4 separate regions of the Mus musculus genome follow, and all the other regions are linked to region 3. Evidence: chromatin contacts called from public Hi-C data. All regions are on one chromosome and are shown on one strand. Each heading gives the region's core, a stretch centred on a gene start, on an enhancer-like site or on the middle of the called end of the contact. The rest is flanking DNA. Distances are from core to core; before and after follow the strand shown.

Region 1 (3,365 bases), core at 587-3,086, 350 kb after region 3:
ACGCTGGCTTCATGGAAGGGGAGATGTTGATGGGACCCATAAATGCTATATCAAGAGGTGTGATTATAATCCTGAAGCTAACTGAGAGATGCTGGCTATATTTACGTTGAAGAAGGGCATAGTCAGCCCTAGGCTTTCAGTATCTGTGCTTGGTCATTGAGAAGGGATATGAGAGTTGTCAAAATTGAGTATGACAAGAAAACCCAAAGCCCCAAGATAAGGTTGATCGGAGAGAGAAGAGACAGATGGAAACAGAGATGTGGGGCTACCAGGAAAGAAGCAGAGGGAGAGGAACTGCTGATGGGAAGGGGTCCCGGAAGAAAGAAAACCACTTCTCTTTCCTTTTGATGAAGCAAGATTATTACTTGAGAGCAGAGCTGGACAGGACAGGACAAGACTTCCCAAAAATCAGGAAGGAAAGAAGCCTGATCGTGGGCCTTTTATACAAGTCACATTCCCAAAGCATGGAGTCAACCAGGTCCATGATGGTACCCCATCTGCAGTGAGCTTTTCCTCAGAACAGGTCTCGGGGTCTGCATAAACTCTTTTCCTTCAGAAAGCCATGGCCTTGAAATTGAGACCCTCAAAACTAGTCATGGGAGAGATAGAAAGATCTGACATCACTTCATCCTGCTATAGACAAAGAAACTGAGGCTTTAAGGGGACCACTTGGCAAGTAACACAGGGATGGCACGTTCTGTGTAGACCTTCTGTGTAGATACTGTCTGAATTAGGAAAGTACCAGCAGTGTGTCAGAGGGAGAACAAACTCCAGGTCTGTCCTCCCGATAGAAGCTGAGCATTTCACAGTTCAGTCACCCTGTGGATGCATCCATACAACTCAACTTCCAGGACAGAGCACAAGGCACAGAGCCTCTAGGAAGCTGACTTGGGAGGAGCATAGAAGCGTTCCAACAGCTTGGTTTTAGTAGGAACAGAGATACCCTACCCTACAGAGCCATTGCATAGAAAGCCAGGCTTTGTCCATGCAGCAGGGGATTGCCTGTGCTCCTAGAAAGGGGAGCCTGACACAGGCTGGGGCTCCGCCTCCACCCAATGTTGGCCTGCACCATTATGAGGTTCCCCTCTTCCTTTCTCACTCCCCTCTGCCTAGTCGCTATCAGAGCATCCACATGCAAAAATCTCTAAAGGACCCACTTCTGACAAGGCAAGCCTAGCAGGCCTGGTTGTCATAAGAGATGAAGGCCAGCTGATGCCTGCAACAGCATCAGCTGTCCACTCCTAGGCATCAAGCCCTTCCCACCACCCACCGTGCCAGCCCAGGACATAGAGGTCTGGCAGCCATTGAAAAGAAAAGCTCCTATCTCTGACTCCTCAGCCTCTGATAAGAAATGTCATCCCTTGCTGGGTAATATTACTCTGCTAGATAAGGATCTCTATCTCCTCCAACATATGGCTCACTACAGAACACAGGGTCTGCTGGAGCAGGATAATTTATGCGCTTAAGCTGCAAACCCTGGGCAGTTTGAGAAGTGCATCGAACAGAACAAGAGTCAAATTATAACCTCTTCTGACCTGGCCTTGGGATTCCTCCCTGAGAAATGACAGCAACCTCCTCTACTCTACACACAATAAGCACTTTCACCCTCCTGCTGTCTCTAAAGGGCATTTGCACCAGCGTTATCAAGGCTCATCCTCACCAGGACCTCCAAAGCCGCACTTAAGTCTTCTTTTGCAGATCAGGAAATTGAGATTCAACAAGGGTGAGTAACACAGCCAAGGTCACCCAGGCAGCCGTACCCAGAGCACAGACTCAAACCCCAACAGATCTGACTCACCAGCACACTGTCAGATGGGGAGGCTGATCCAAGCCTCTGGGTTGTCTCTGCTCCAACAACTAAATCAATTAAGTCAGATCTGCCCAGGCTTAACTGGCAATGTCAGCTCCACACTGTAATCTCAAAGGTCCATTTCGATCATTCACCGCTCCTGATTTCTCTGAAGCCTGGGAAGGATGAGGAAGCCTTGTTGAGTCAAGATACTCAAGGAGAGGAAGGGGGCAGGGATGGGACCAGAAGAGGGAGAGAGGAGAGTGGGACTTAGATACTGGCTTCATGCACTCAAGGAGTAGAAGGTAGAAAGAAATTGCGGGAAAATTCTCTCTTCTCTATTGATTCATTCATTCGTTCATTCATTTGTTCATTCATTCGTATCCCTGGACAATCCATTACATGTCCATTCTGGCTTGGCCCTGGTAATCTCACTGTATCTGTAAGCAGTGCTAGACTAGACTTCATGAAAGACTGACAGGTCAGCGAAGAGACAGAGATAACAGAACATGACAGGGGTACCGTGTCTGCAGTAGATTGAATGGCTGATGTGGGGGACCGTGGCTGTGTGTTAAGGAGGAGATGGAAGTGAACCTCACACTCTGCTATTTTATACCCTCCTTTAAAAAAGCCAAGTCATCATGGCTAAGATTGGTGCTATTCTTTAGAGTGATTATTTCAACCATGTTCTGCATTGCCTCCAAGATCCATTAGTAACTACAATTGAACAATTTTAATTGACAAATAAAAATTACACATATTTATGGTATATATAATTGGTATATGGTATATATAATATGGCATATTTTATATATATATGCACATTGTAGAAGTCTAAATTCAACTAATTAATATGTGCATAAGTCATATACTTTTCTTTCCAGCTGACTCTTTTAAATAGCTATATAGCATTTCATTTTATAAAGATGTCCCAATTCAATAACCACAGCTAATAAAACTGAAGAGAGAAGTTACCCAGCCCTTCGCTAGGCAATCTCTAGGAGCTACTTCAGCTCCTTAGGGTGGCCGTACCTAAGACATCTTTCAGATATCCTTCAGATACATGAAGGATACAAGATGCGGTTAATTAATAACAGACTCAAAACCATCCTGAGTTATCACATTTGTAGAATCTCTCTTTGGTCCACTTGAAAGTGAGGAAAGTAAGAAAGGAGAAATAAATTTAGTGTTGTGGGTGGGCCACTTATGGAAAAAAGGACTAAGATGGGTCAGGGTGGATGGCTGGTTCTAATTTCAGTCTCTTTTACTACTGTCATGTGACCTTGATGTCATTGGGGACCTCAGCTTATCCCACGGCAGAGTGGAATAGGAATGGACCTGTCAGACAACGTCCATATTTGAGATTAAGCTGTATGTTTGATAGTCACACTGAGGAGTTATGGAAGCTATTATCTAGGCCTCCTGCAACTGCAGAGAGTGAAGGAGACTCAGGTGCACTCTTCCATGAATTTTTACACAGGGGAAAAGAGATCAAGGAGCAGTCATGCCGGCTACATGAAAGTTTTCCTCAGGCCCACCGCACGGGTGTCAGCAAGGGGACCAGGTGGGGCCAGAG
Region 2 (3,152 bases), core at 202-2,701, 310 kb after region 3:
CTTAGGCCAGTGCTTTTGCCAGGAAGAAAGAAGTAGAGGACACTTCCAACCTGGGAGAAGCCCAGAAGACGCTCTTCTCTAAAGAGAACGTGTCCCTTGTATGAATGATGCAGACATCCAGAGGACAGGGAGGGCTGCAAGTCCACTTAGCTGGAGATTCGGAACTGACAGGCATAGCCTTGCCTGAAGGCCAGGCCTTTATCCATCTTAAGATGGCTTGGACCTGTGAAAGGAATTCTGATAGGAAGAATATAGAGATGGCTGCCTGGCTGCCTCCAGGAGTTTGACACACACTGTGCCACACACAGTAGGCAGCTATGCCCCTGTTTCTGTGTCCAACTCCAGGCTATGGCCAGGCAGGACATGTCATGGCTGGTCAGCATGGTTGTACCTACTCAGTTGAATCATTAAGCAAGAGCTAGAGCTATGGACACCATGCTTATATAATACAGACAGAATGAAGACAGGGAAACTGAGGCCCAGGAGCCACTAGGGATCTCTGCAAATAACAATGCTCCAGGCACCATAGTAAACTTTTTCTGAAGATCGCTAAGGATATTGAATCCTCACAATGGCACAGTGCACTCTTATACGTCACTGCCCTAGTGTTTTTTCCTATTGCTGTGATAAACACCACGACCAACAGTAACAGAGAGGAAAGAAGGGTTTGTTTGGCTTACATGTTTGCATCAGTCATTCGCTGAGGAAATTAAGGGCAGGAGCAGAGACAGGGACCATGGAGGAGACCTACTTACTGGCTTGCTCCCAGGCGCATGCTTAGCTTCCCTTCTGATATAAGCCAGGACCCCATGTCCAGGAGATGGCACCACCCACAGTGGGCTAAGCTGTCCTCCATCAATTAGCAACTATGAAAAGGCCTCAGAGACATGCCTACGGGCTAATCAAATGTAGGCAACTCCTCAACGGAGATTCCTTCTTCCCAGGTACCAGGGAATATCAAAGTGACCAAAAAGCAAATAGCAGAGCCATGTGTACTGTAACCTATATTGTCAATCAGTGTGTTGTAGGTGTGACCGTGGTTAGAAACCTTAAGCATGAGCCATTTCCGGGGTTGTTCTTGCTCTCCTTATGAAGAGGATAGTGAGGATGAACTCAGGCTGTTTAGCACTATCCATCTTTTTCCCCAACACGCTCATGTCCTTTAATATTTGACTCCTGTTGGAAAACCACACTGGAGAGCCGAGCCTGTAGGAAAAAGAAAGTGGAGAAGGTAAAAGAATTGTCTTGGAGCCACTGAAGACCTAAGCTTTTCCCCTTCTAGTCCCCCAGAAGGGGAAAGAAACTGTATTTGCCAGCAGACTTAGGGATGGTTCTGAATAAAGGTTTGCACGCTTTTCCAGAGTGCAAACAATGCTAGCTAGGGACAGCCCTGAGGCTCATGGGCACACAGGCTTAGCAGGCAAGGAGGCGGGGCTGGATGGAGCTGGACAGGACCCAGCACACAGCTTTGTATAATGAGCTCAGTCAGCCCTGTGGGGTCACTCCAGAACACCAGGGCAACCTCCGTACCAGAAAAACAAACTCATGATCCCTGGCCAGGCAGGCACCATCCAAAGAGTAAACAGGAGTGATCACACCCCAGGGACCCCCCCCCCCCAATACTCCTCCCTGTCCTGTTGGGCTAATAATAATCTCAGTAAGTAACATGCACAGTGGATTAATGTGTCAGGCACATGGGCCCAGGGGCTTGTATACACCTTTTTAACCATCAGAAAGCCCTTGGTGTGAGTGGACAGGAAAAACAACTTCCAGCATTCTGCGGCAGCATACAGGAAAGAGGAGCTACAACATATCACAAGAGAGCCGCCAGGTTGTGACTGTTTCCATACACAATGATGTTTTTGAGATGATTGACAACTCATTAGCCTGACCCCAATTGTACGTTTGCATGTATTGAGATGCCTTACCACACCGATAAATATACACAATTACCATAAAATATGGGAATGATTAAAAAAATATCCATTTTACAAGTGAGAAATTAGGATTCACGGGTCCCTTAAGCTATATAATAGTAGAATGTAAGTGAGACTCTAGGCTGCTCCAGTGACTGCCACATGAGGTTGGGTTGCTGGAGCTGGCACAGTGAATGCATATACACAGATAAGCATGTCACTAAGGAGCCTTGTCTCATTGGTAAAATGGGACCACAGGTTCTAGGCTGGCATTGTGGATGGAGATACAGCTGTTCATAACTGACAAGCATCCTGTAGTTGCCTGTAGTTCCTGTGTAACTTGTGTAGGATCTCAGGCTCACAGCCTCTGACATCTCCCACACTGTGGGATGAAACTAACTTTGGATCTGAAGTTTCCTGTGTGCTCCCACAAGGACCCAACCCAGCCCTGGGCAGTGCTTTCAATTTGATGAAACCTTTAAAGTTCAAGCCTAACAGTAGTTCCAAAGGTCTTACAGGAATGTGTGTTCAGTCCCTGGTCACCCCTCCTACTCCAGCATTTTTTGCCCTTCTGTTCTTTCACCTTATTTTGCATAATTGTGTATTAAAATATCCATACTCCCTTGTGCAAACATTGAAGGGCAGGGCAATCCTTTTATCCTTGAACTATAACAAAAATAAGTTAGGGACTGGATGCTATGTCTCCATATCCATGTGATACAATACTGACCTCTGTTCTGGGGGTGGGATGCGTTGTGTGAGTTTGTGTGTGTATGTGCATGTGTCTGGGTAGGCTCTGGTGGTGTGTTAATTGGTGTGTTACTATGACAGAGTACCTGCAGAGTAGCCTGAGGGAGGAGATGTTTATTGTTGGCTCATGATTTTAACGGATTTCGACCTTTAAAAGAGAAAGAGGTACAGTGGCTGGTGGTATTCATGGTGTGAGCAGCAGCTTTTGTCAGATCAGAAAGCAGAGAGGGAAGCAAGGGCCCGGTGACTCGGTTCAAAGCACATCTTTACTAACCAACCTCTTCTAGACAGCTAATACCTCCCTAAGGCTCCAGTGATCTGAATGATCTGTCTGGGAAGGCTGCACTCTTGGATGGGGACCAGCGTTTACACATAAGCCTATTGGTGGCTACATGTCAGATTTGAACCATGATAGAAGCTATATTCATTGCTTTTTGTTGTTGCTGCTGCTGCTGCGATAAGACATCATGACCAAAAGCAACTTAC
Region 3 (3,223 bases), core at 185-2,684:
GACTGAACATAGGCCCCCTATGCGTTTGTAGCAGATGTGTAACTTGGTCTTCATGTGGTCCCCCAACAATTGAAACAGAAGCTATCTCTGACTTTGTTGCCTGCCACTGTATCCCACTCCCCTAAATGGTCTGCCTGACTGGGCTTCAGTGAGAGAGAATATGCTTAGTTCCTCATGGGACTGGATGTCCCAGGGCAGGGAAGTACCCAAAGGTGGCTTCCCCTTCTCTAAGAAGAAGGGGGGGGGGGGGGTAAAGAGGAGAGAAATTTCTAAGAGCAGGACTGGGAGGAAACAGGGGACAGGCTAGGATTGGGATGTACAGTGAACAGATAAATTAATGGGAAAAAAACAGAACTGAAGCACTTCATTGTGGATCCAAAGGAAAGAAGGGTCAGTTGTAGTTAGAGGAGTGGGCCTGATGGGTGTTCCAAGAAGGTTCCTTATATAAGATGAGCATACAGAAGTTTGCCAGAGAAAATATAGCAGAGAGGACATTTCAGGCAGGGATAAACCTTGTGTGACAGGACTGAAAGATTCCAAGCAGCACAGAGTCCTGATGCTAATTACACTCAAAGAGGATGCATCGCAAAGAAAAGACAGGACTAGGGAAGCTCAGGACAGAAAATAATGAGTTGATTTGAACTCTTATTCGTTTATCAACATTGAGCTGTGTGGTTGGGACAGGAGCAAAACTGATTTGGGGGACAGGAAAAGCAATTGAAAAGTGTGTGTGGGGGAGCAGTTTAATAATTCAGTAAATATAGATTAGCTCATTTGCTGCAGATCCTCCACCAAGCTAAAGTGCAAAATAAGCCTGGTCCCACATGCTTAGATCCCCTTCCTCAAGGAGGGATGACTGAGAGTAAACAAGCATAGTAATAAACATAATTTAAATGAAGGGGTTTAGGGAGGAGGTGTTGCTGGCCTTTAAAACCATTCGGTGCAAGAGCTAAGCGTATCTGCAGTAAGTCAGAAGTGAGATACATTGTTTTCTCATAGATAATTGAGTGTCCAAAGAATCTAGTGATTCAGACAGTATCGGTCACAATTTACTGGGGCAGGCAGGAAGGAGAAGGGTAGAGAGCCAACACTTTTGCTTCATGTGAAATCACCCAGTGAAGAAGAGCGTCAGGATGAAAGGCAGAACGAACGGGAGATTCCCAAAAGATGTCTTTGCTCACTCGTCATGCCAGCTACTTGCCCTTTACCTGGAAGACTCGGGTTTCATCAAAGAGTGTTTTAGCCTTTCATCCCCTTCTCTCCCAGGCTAAACTGGTTTGTTGAACTTTATTGGCCTGAGCTGTGCAGCGGGGTGACATTACAGCAGGGATGGAAACTTGCTCTTCCTTGCATCAGAAAAGCACAGCACATCTTGGCAATGAGCTGTCTGTGTGGACGGTGACTCAGCTCCAGCATCTCTCAGTGATGCTTTAAAACAGGGGCAGGGTAGCTTTAACAAGGTCTCAAGCCAGTCACCCTTCAGCAAGCTACTGAGCACAAGGAAGCAGTTGAGCTGACAATGCTGGCTCTCTCCGAAGTGAAAGAGCACAGCCCATCCATGGAGTGAAAAAGCAGGACCTGCAGGTCCGGGCAACACTTGATATGCTGGTCAAGAGCAGTGTGAGCAGCATTTGTGCCTCTCACCTGGACAGTGGCCCTGAGAGCAGGCATGTGACTGGCTGACTCACTCTACCCCAGCACAAACCAACCAGGAGGCAATGCTTGTGAGCTGAGAAGACAGAGGGTTTGTGAACTGCAATGAGTTTTACCATTGCCTCCTGTGGAAACAAATGGGCTTGAGAGCCAACTGATTAACTCAATAGTTCAGTCCAGTTCCTCAGCAGCCACATAGACAGAACCTATCTGCATCTATGTTCAGAAAATCAAGGCAGGGGTAAGAAGATAGTCTTGCTTGTCAGAGGTCCTTTTCTATGAACCTAGTATGTGGCTGATGTCATCTGGTATATTGCTCGTGACTTACACGTGATTGTGACATCTCACCCATAAGGTGTTTGTATGAATCATGAAATAATAGGTGGAGAGCTCAGCACTACAGACCTGTTATTGTTATAATTGTTATTACTGTAAGTTTTATCTCCTATTACATAGGTCAAAGCCTGTAGGTAGGGAACGTTTGGCAGGGCTGTAACCTAGCTCTGTCCAGTCCCCCAGTTCTTGGCCTCAATCAAGTGAAAACACTGCTTTCTTGTCTCTCCCCTTTTCTCCAGAGGTTGGATGAAATCTCTGGAGAAATGAATACAAAAGGAAAAAAAAAACAATAATTTAGTCCAGTGATTCTTAAAATGTTAATGAATTAAAATAATGCATCCATAAGAAAATATTTTATAAATACTCAAGAAATATTTATATAGCCTTCATCTTACTTTTATGGGAACTTATTTTAAAAACAGACGTACCTTTTTTTTCCTGCTCAATTTGGAATATCCCAAATACATGCAGAACTCACTGCCATGCCAGTGCAGGTAACAAGCATCAATAACACACTAAGTTCTGTTGATGTATGCTAGGTTTCAGATACAACCGCCAGCCTCTTGCATGCACTGTCTCTTTAGCACTTAGAATAATTCCTTGTGACAGGAATTATTAATCCAGTTGTACAGAGATACAGGAGCTCAGCCACATCTGGTAATTTGGCCAAAATTACATAACTGAAAAGAAGAATAGAGCTAAGAAGCAAGCTCAGGGCTGAGTGAGACACATACCTCCTCGACCACTCGAGCTGGTTCCTGGATGGTTGCTCTTGAACTCTCTGCATTCAAATATGAAGCAAGCTAGTCTGACTAGATGCGTTTAGTAGGAACAGGAGTCCCACCCGCCAGCGTTAGCAAGTAGATGTTTCCAGCTGCAATCAGAGAAACTCCATTTGATCCTTGAAATGATATTTTGTATAGGTTCCTATTCTACCATTTCTATCCCTTGGTAAAGGAAGAGCGTGTCTCTCAGCAGAGGCTTCTCCATCTCTTCCTCCTGAGGCCACTTGGGCAGTTGTCGCTGACAGCAGGCTAACTCCCTCTGTTCTTCAGTCACATGCCACTTTCCTAAAAGCTGAAAACCTTCTCCTTTACCAGAGCATGTTTAGATATCCTTGTCAAAGAGTAAAATAACAATGCCCTGCCATTTTGCCTTTTCCTTCCAAGGTGTTTGAAGGGATCCAAATCAAACACAGATTGGTTTGAGGTCATGGAAGGAGCAAGCCCAAGGG
Region 4 (3,649 bases), core at 19-2,518, 280 kb after region 3:
ACAGAGGGAGACAGGAAGATAAAGGAAGGGAAAAGCCAAATCATGAACCAAGTCTCTTCTTTCAAAACTGAAAGTGGAATAAAAACAGGTTTCCTCGTTCAACATTAACTCAAAGAAGCAAACTATAATTCCTAGAAAATAATCACTAGAAAACCACCAAAGAAATATAAGCACGAGGCGGAGTAAGATATTAAATGCTGAAAAGTTCCTGACAAATGAGAACACAGAAAGTGAGTGCCTGAGATGAATGGCAGAGCATGGAGCCATATGGCTAACCCGAATCTAACCAAACCAACAATTACATTCTCTGAACCCACTAAAGATTCCAAGCAAAGGGCACCCAAGGAATGACTGTATCCTTCATATAAGACACGTACTTGATACTAAGATACAAACTGAGAAAAGATGAATGAATACAAAAGTTATCATGCTAGTAAGCAGAAGCAAGCATGAATGTCTCCATTACTATTTAGCAAAATACATATCAAGGGAGCTAGAGACACAGCTCAAGAGTTAAGTCTGTTTCCTGCTCCGGAAGAGGATCCATGATCAGTTCCCAGCACTCAGAGGGTGGCTGACAACCACCCATCGGCATGAGCAAGGAATTCACGTACATACTTGAAGGCCAAAATCTCAGACACTTTAAATGAAGTAAAAAAAAAAGATCTTAATTTTTTAAAAAAATAAACATCAACACTACCAGATACATTGACAGAACTTGATGATCAGAGAAAGGGAGAGAGGGAAAGGGAAAGAAAGGAGTGGAGAAAGGCTTATTTTAAAGCTGATTTCATGTCATTATAGTTGTCTAATATAGAAAACTATACTATGCAAAACCCCATGCTTCCTTCTCTAAATTAGCACATGCAAAGCATACATTTTACCAACATACATCTGTACTAATTTTATTAGTGTACTTTATGTCTCCCATCAGAGCAGAATTCTAAAAATAGGAGGATCTATTTTTATTGTATTTTTGTGTACTTCCAGTTCCCAATATCTAGCAGAGGACTAATATATTCTAAGTACTCAAAAAAGAAATACAGTTTGAAAGAGACATGCTTGAGTAGTACACCCATGAGCACAAGTGCTAGCAGAGAGCTGGTGACTGCATGCAGGTTCCTGAAGGCGAATCCCGCATTCTTTCCCTCTGCTCCCACATTGGAGGAAACACATCCGCCAATGGCTGTGAAACCCAGTCCCTAGCTCAGAGCCCATTCTCATGGCAGTCATAATAAAACAAGCATTTGGATGGATGAGACAGGAAATGACCAATAGCCACAGCTCAGAATGACACAGCTTTAGCTGGCAGGGGGAGGGAGGAAGGTCCTCTGGAGGGTTGAGTTTAAGGAGCCACAGGAATGTGAAGCAGGAACATTTTTAATGATTTTTCAAATGCGGTGATACAGTGTGCCTTCTAGTTATTCTCTGCTAAACTGAACAGTCACCCTACAAATTTCAACCACCATTTAGTCAGCATGATTTCTCCTTGCCTCCAAGACTCCTCTGGGGAAAGTGGTAAGTCAAACTCAACAGATGGGAGAATTAGAATGTCTCATCTCTAGAGGGAAACAGAGCCTTCAAGTGACTCATAAATACTCTAGATCCTCTGCCCAGAAAAAAAAAAAAAAAAAAAAAAAAAAAAAGCCTTTCCACAGGATGTTTTTCATGACCTTTTGATACAGCTGAGTGACTACTGTGAATAGGTCCTCGTAACAAGTGGGCTCAAGCAACGGGATGCATTTTGTAGATCCTAGCATACAGAAACGAAAACATCTCATCTAAGCATTCAAGACACAGTTGCACACAGACTCTGCCTCTGTATTATGTCTAATGTCATTTTCACTGTCTCCTAAGTAGCTTGCTTTACATATAAGCAGACAAAAGTATTTGCAGCCATCGCTGTTGAGTAAGGTATGTGGCTCAGCTGGTTAGTATCCAGCTCGGGGAGGAAATGCATGAGTAAAAAGTAATGAGATTAGGGTCTGTGCACGAGAGGAATGCTGGCTTCAATCTTGACCCTCTCCTTGCATGTGTGGTTGTGAATGCATTACGGAACAGTCCTGAACTTCTGTTTTTTATTAGTCTGGGAAGTGGAAATTAAACTACCTGCCTCGTGAGGCTTTTGTCGAAAACCAAATAAGATAATTTGGCAGAGCATTCACTGCTCTGGGCAGTAGCAGTATGATTGTTATGGTTTTAAAGCAACACTTAACACACATACATACAGGTATTCTGTAAGGCACAAAGGTAGAAAGGAGACTATGGAGATGCCCTGAAGGGGAGGGAAAGGAAGTAGGAGACGCACTAAGAGAGGATAATAAAATATATGTGATGTACAGAGAGACAGGTGAGACCAGTGGGGGGTGGTCAACAAATGGTGATATATGCAAACGTGTTACAAAGAAAATCATTTACCTTTTATGATAAGCTAATTTTTCCAATTTTCACACTTTCAAACCTTGGAGGATAACATATTTCGAGTCAAGGCAGTGATACTGGACTATGGATCTAAACTTTCAGCATGTCAAACATACTATTTCCATATGGAGCTTTGGGCTGAAAAGCCATTCTGCACAAGCCAATCTCACATTATGATGTAGAGATGGGTGTTTCCTTGCAGAGCAGATGTGGTGGTCATACAGCCAATCTCGAAGGTTTGCAACACAATTTACTTGTTTCGTGACTTGGCATTGCCAATTGCCCGTGACTGCCACCAATTGCTCCCACCCCAGGACGGGCTGGGGAGCAAATTCTGTTGGCAGCACTGCTCTCCCATCAAGAAGGAATGTCAAATATGGTGACATTCTGTCCAGCATTGACTTCTATTCTCTTACTTTTGGTCACACTGAAATGGTAGTGCAATCCCCTAGGTAGACTGGCAGGTTCCTTTGCGGAATGGGGCGTCCTGAGCTACACAACATGGTGCTAAAGTCTGAGAGAGCAACCAAAATGACCAGTTGAGAAAAAAAGGAGTCCTCAACTGGCAAAGAACTACCATCACAACCAGATCAGAATGATCAGGACCAAAGAGAGTAGGCTAGCAGATGGGCCACTGACTACATCAAAGCTACAAAAAAGAGAAGGGGAAACTGGACGAATGTTTCTGTTATTGTTCAGGAGAGAGGGTATTCTAACAGTTTGCCATAGTCTCCTGACATCCTGGGCAAGCATGGTCTTCCTTAGCAGCACCAAGTAATAAATGGTTCTTAGAATGGCCGTGGAAATCATTCAATCAAACAGTGATTGTAATATACGTACCTCATGATTCTTATGTTTTAGATGTTTATTAAATCTAAAAGTTAGTCTCTCCCTGTGTGTGAGTGCATCTAAGGGTGTGTATCTGTATGTGTGCATGAGAGAGAGATGTATGCGACCCTCTCACGTACAGTATAGTGGCAGGACCCTGTGAAGACACTGGGAACCTCCATCGTCAGCTGATCTCCATGTTAATAGCCTAGAATACCCACTTATATCCTGCATTGACATGACAAAGTTCATTGCCGTCCATTTTTTTTTCTTATCCCATCCCTACAATGCCCCAAGTACAGCATCCCACAGCTTGTAGTTAACAAGGCTGAACTCCATACCTGACTTTTTCCAAGGTCTTTGAGACCCAAATCATGTGCAAGGTACATCTGTACCCACC

Evidence for each region. A called contact is a pair of places that touch in the nucleus more often than the background predicts.
Region 1: a Hi-C map of the N1E-115 cell line shows a contact between it and region 3, with 4 times the contacts expected there. The contact joins two enhancer-like sites.
Region 2: a contact with region 3 is called in a Hi-C map of the N1E-115 cell line, with 2.9 times the contacts expected there. The contact joins two enhancer-like sites. A contact is called at or near these places in 1 of 15 datasets of contacts at CTCF or cohesin (the NIH/3T3 cell line) and 1 of 484 Hi-C or Micro-C datasets (the N1E-115 cell line).
Region 4: a Hi-C map of muscle stem cells shows a contact between it and region 3, with 2.8 times the contacts expected there. The contact joins two enhancer-like sites. A contact is called at or near these places in 1 of 15 datasets of contacts at CTCF or cohesin (the NIH/3T3 cell line), 3 of 484 Hi-C or Micro-C datasets (the N1E-115 cell line, adipose-derived mesenchymal stem cells and muscle stem cells) and 1 of 115 datasets of contacts at active chromatin or transcription factors (fibro-adipogenic progenitors).

What each region holds. Positions count from the first base shown.
Region 1 is chr15:62,221,337-62,224,701 of GRCm38.p6, reverse strand. All of the region lies in intron 2 of Pvt1 (Pvt1 oncogene), which reads right to left. Among named protein-coding and RNA genes, the nearest start is that of Pvt1, 190 kb to the right of the region's middle. Within about 2 kb of position 1,836, at least 62 of the 459 cell types and tissues checked have an H3K27ac peak or open chromatin away from gene starts, as enhancers often do. A contact at or near this core is called in the N1E-115 cell line, where this site is marked.
Region 2 is chr15:62,256,475-62,259,626 of GRCm38.p6, reverse strand. It overlaps Pvt1 (Pvt1 oncogene), which reads right to left. Exons shown (of 5, transcript NR_132747.1): 5 at 1-1,206. Among named protein-coding and RNA genes, the nearest start is that of Pvt1, 220 kb to the right of the region's middle. Within about 2 kb of position 1,451, at least 102 of the 459 cell types and tissues checked have an H3K27ac peak or open chromatin away from gene starts, as enhancers often do. A contact at or near this core is called in the N1E-115 cell line, where this site is marked.
Region 3 is chr15:62,567,737-62,570,959 of GRCm38.p6, reverse strand. No RefSeq gene overlaps it. Among named protein-coding and RNA genes, the nearest start is that of Gm41333, 100 kb to the left of the region's middle. Within about 2 kb of position 1,434, at least 71 of the 459 cell types and tissues checked have an H3K27ac peak or open chromatin away from gene starts, as enhancers often do. A contact at or near this core is called in the N1E-115 cell line, the NIH/3T3 cell line and muscle stem cells, where this site is marked.
Region 4 is chr15:62,285,115-62,288,763 of GRCm38.p6, reverse strand. No RefSeq gene overlaps it. Among named protein-coding and RNA genes, the nearest start is that of Pvt1, 250 kb to the right of the region's middle. Within about 2 kb of position 1,268, at least 75 of the 459 cell types and tissues checked have an H3K27ac peak or open chromatin away from gene starts, as enhancers often do. A contact at or near this core is called in the N1E-115 cell line, the NIH/3T3 cell line and muscle stem cells, where this site is marked.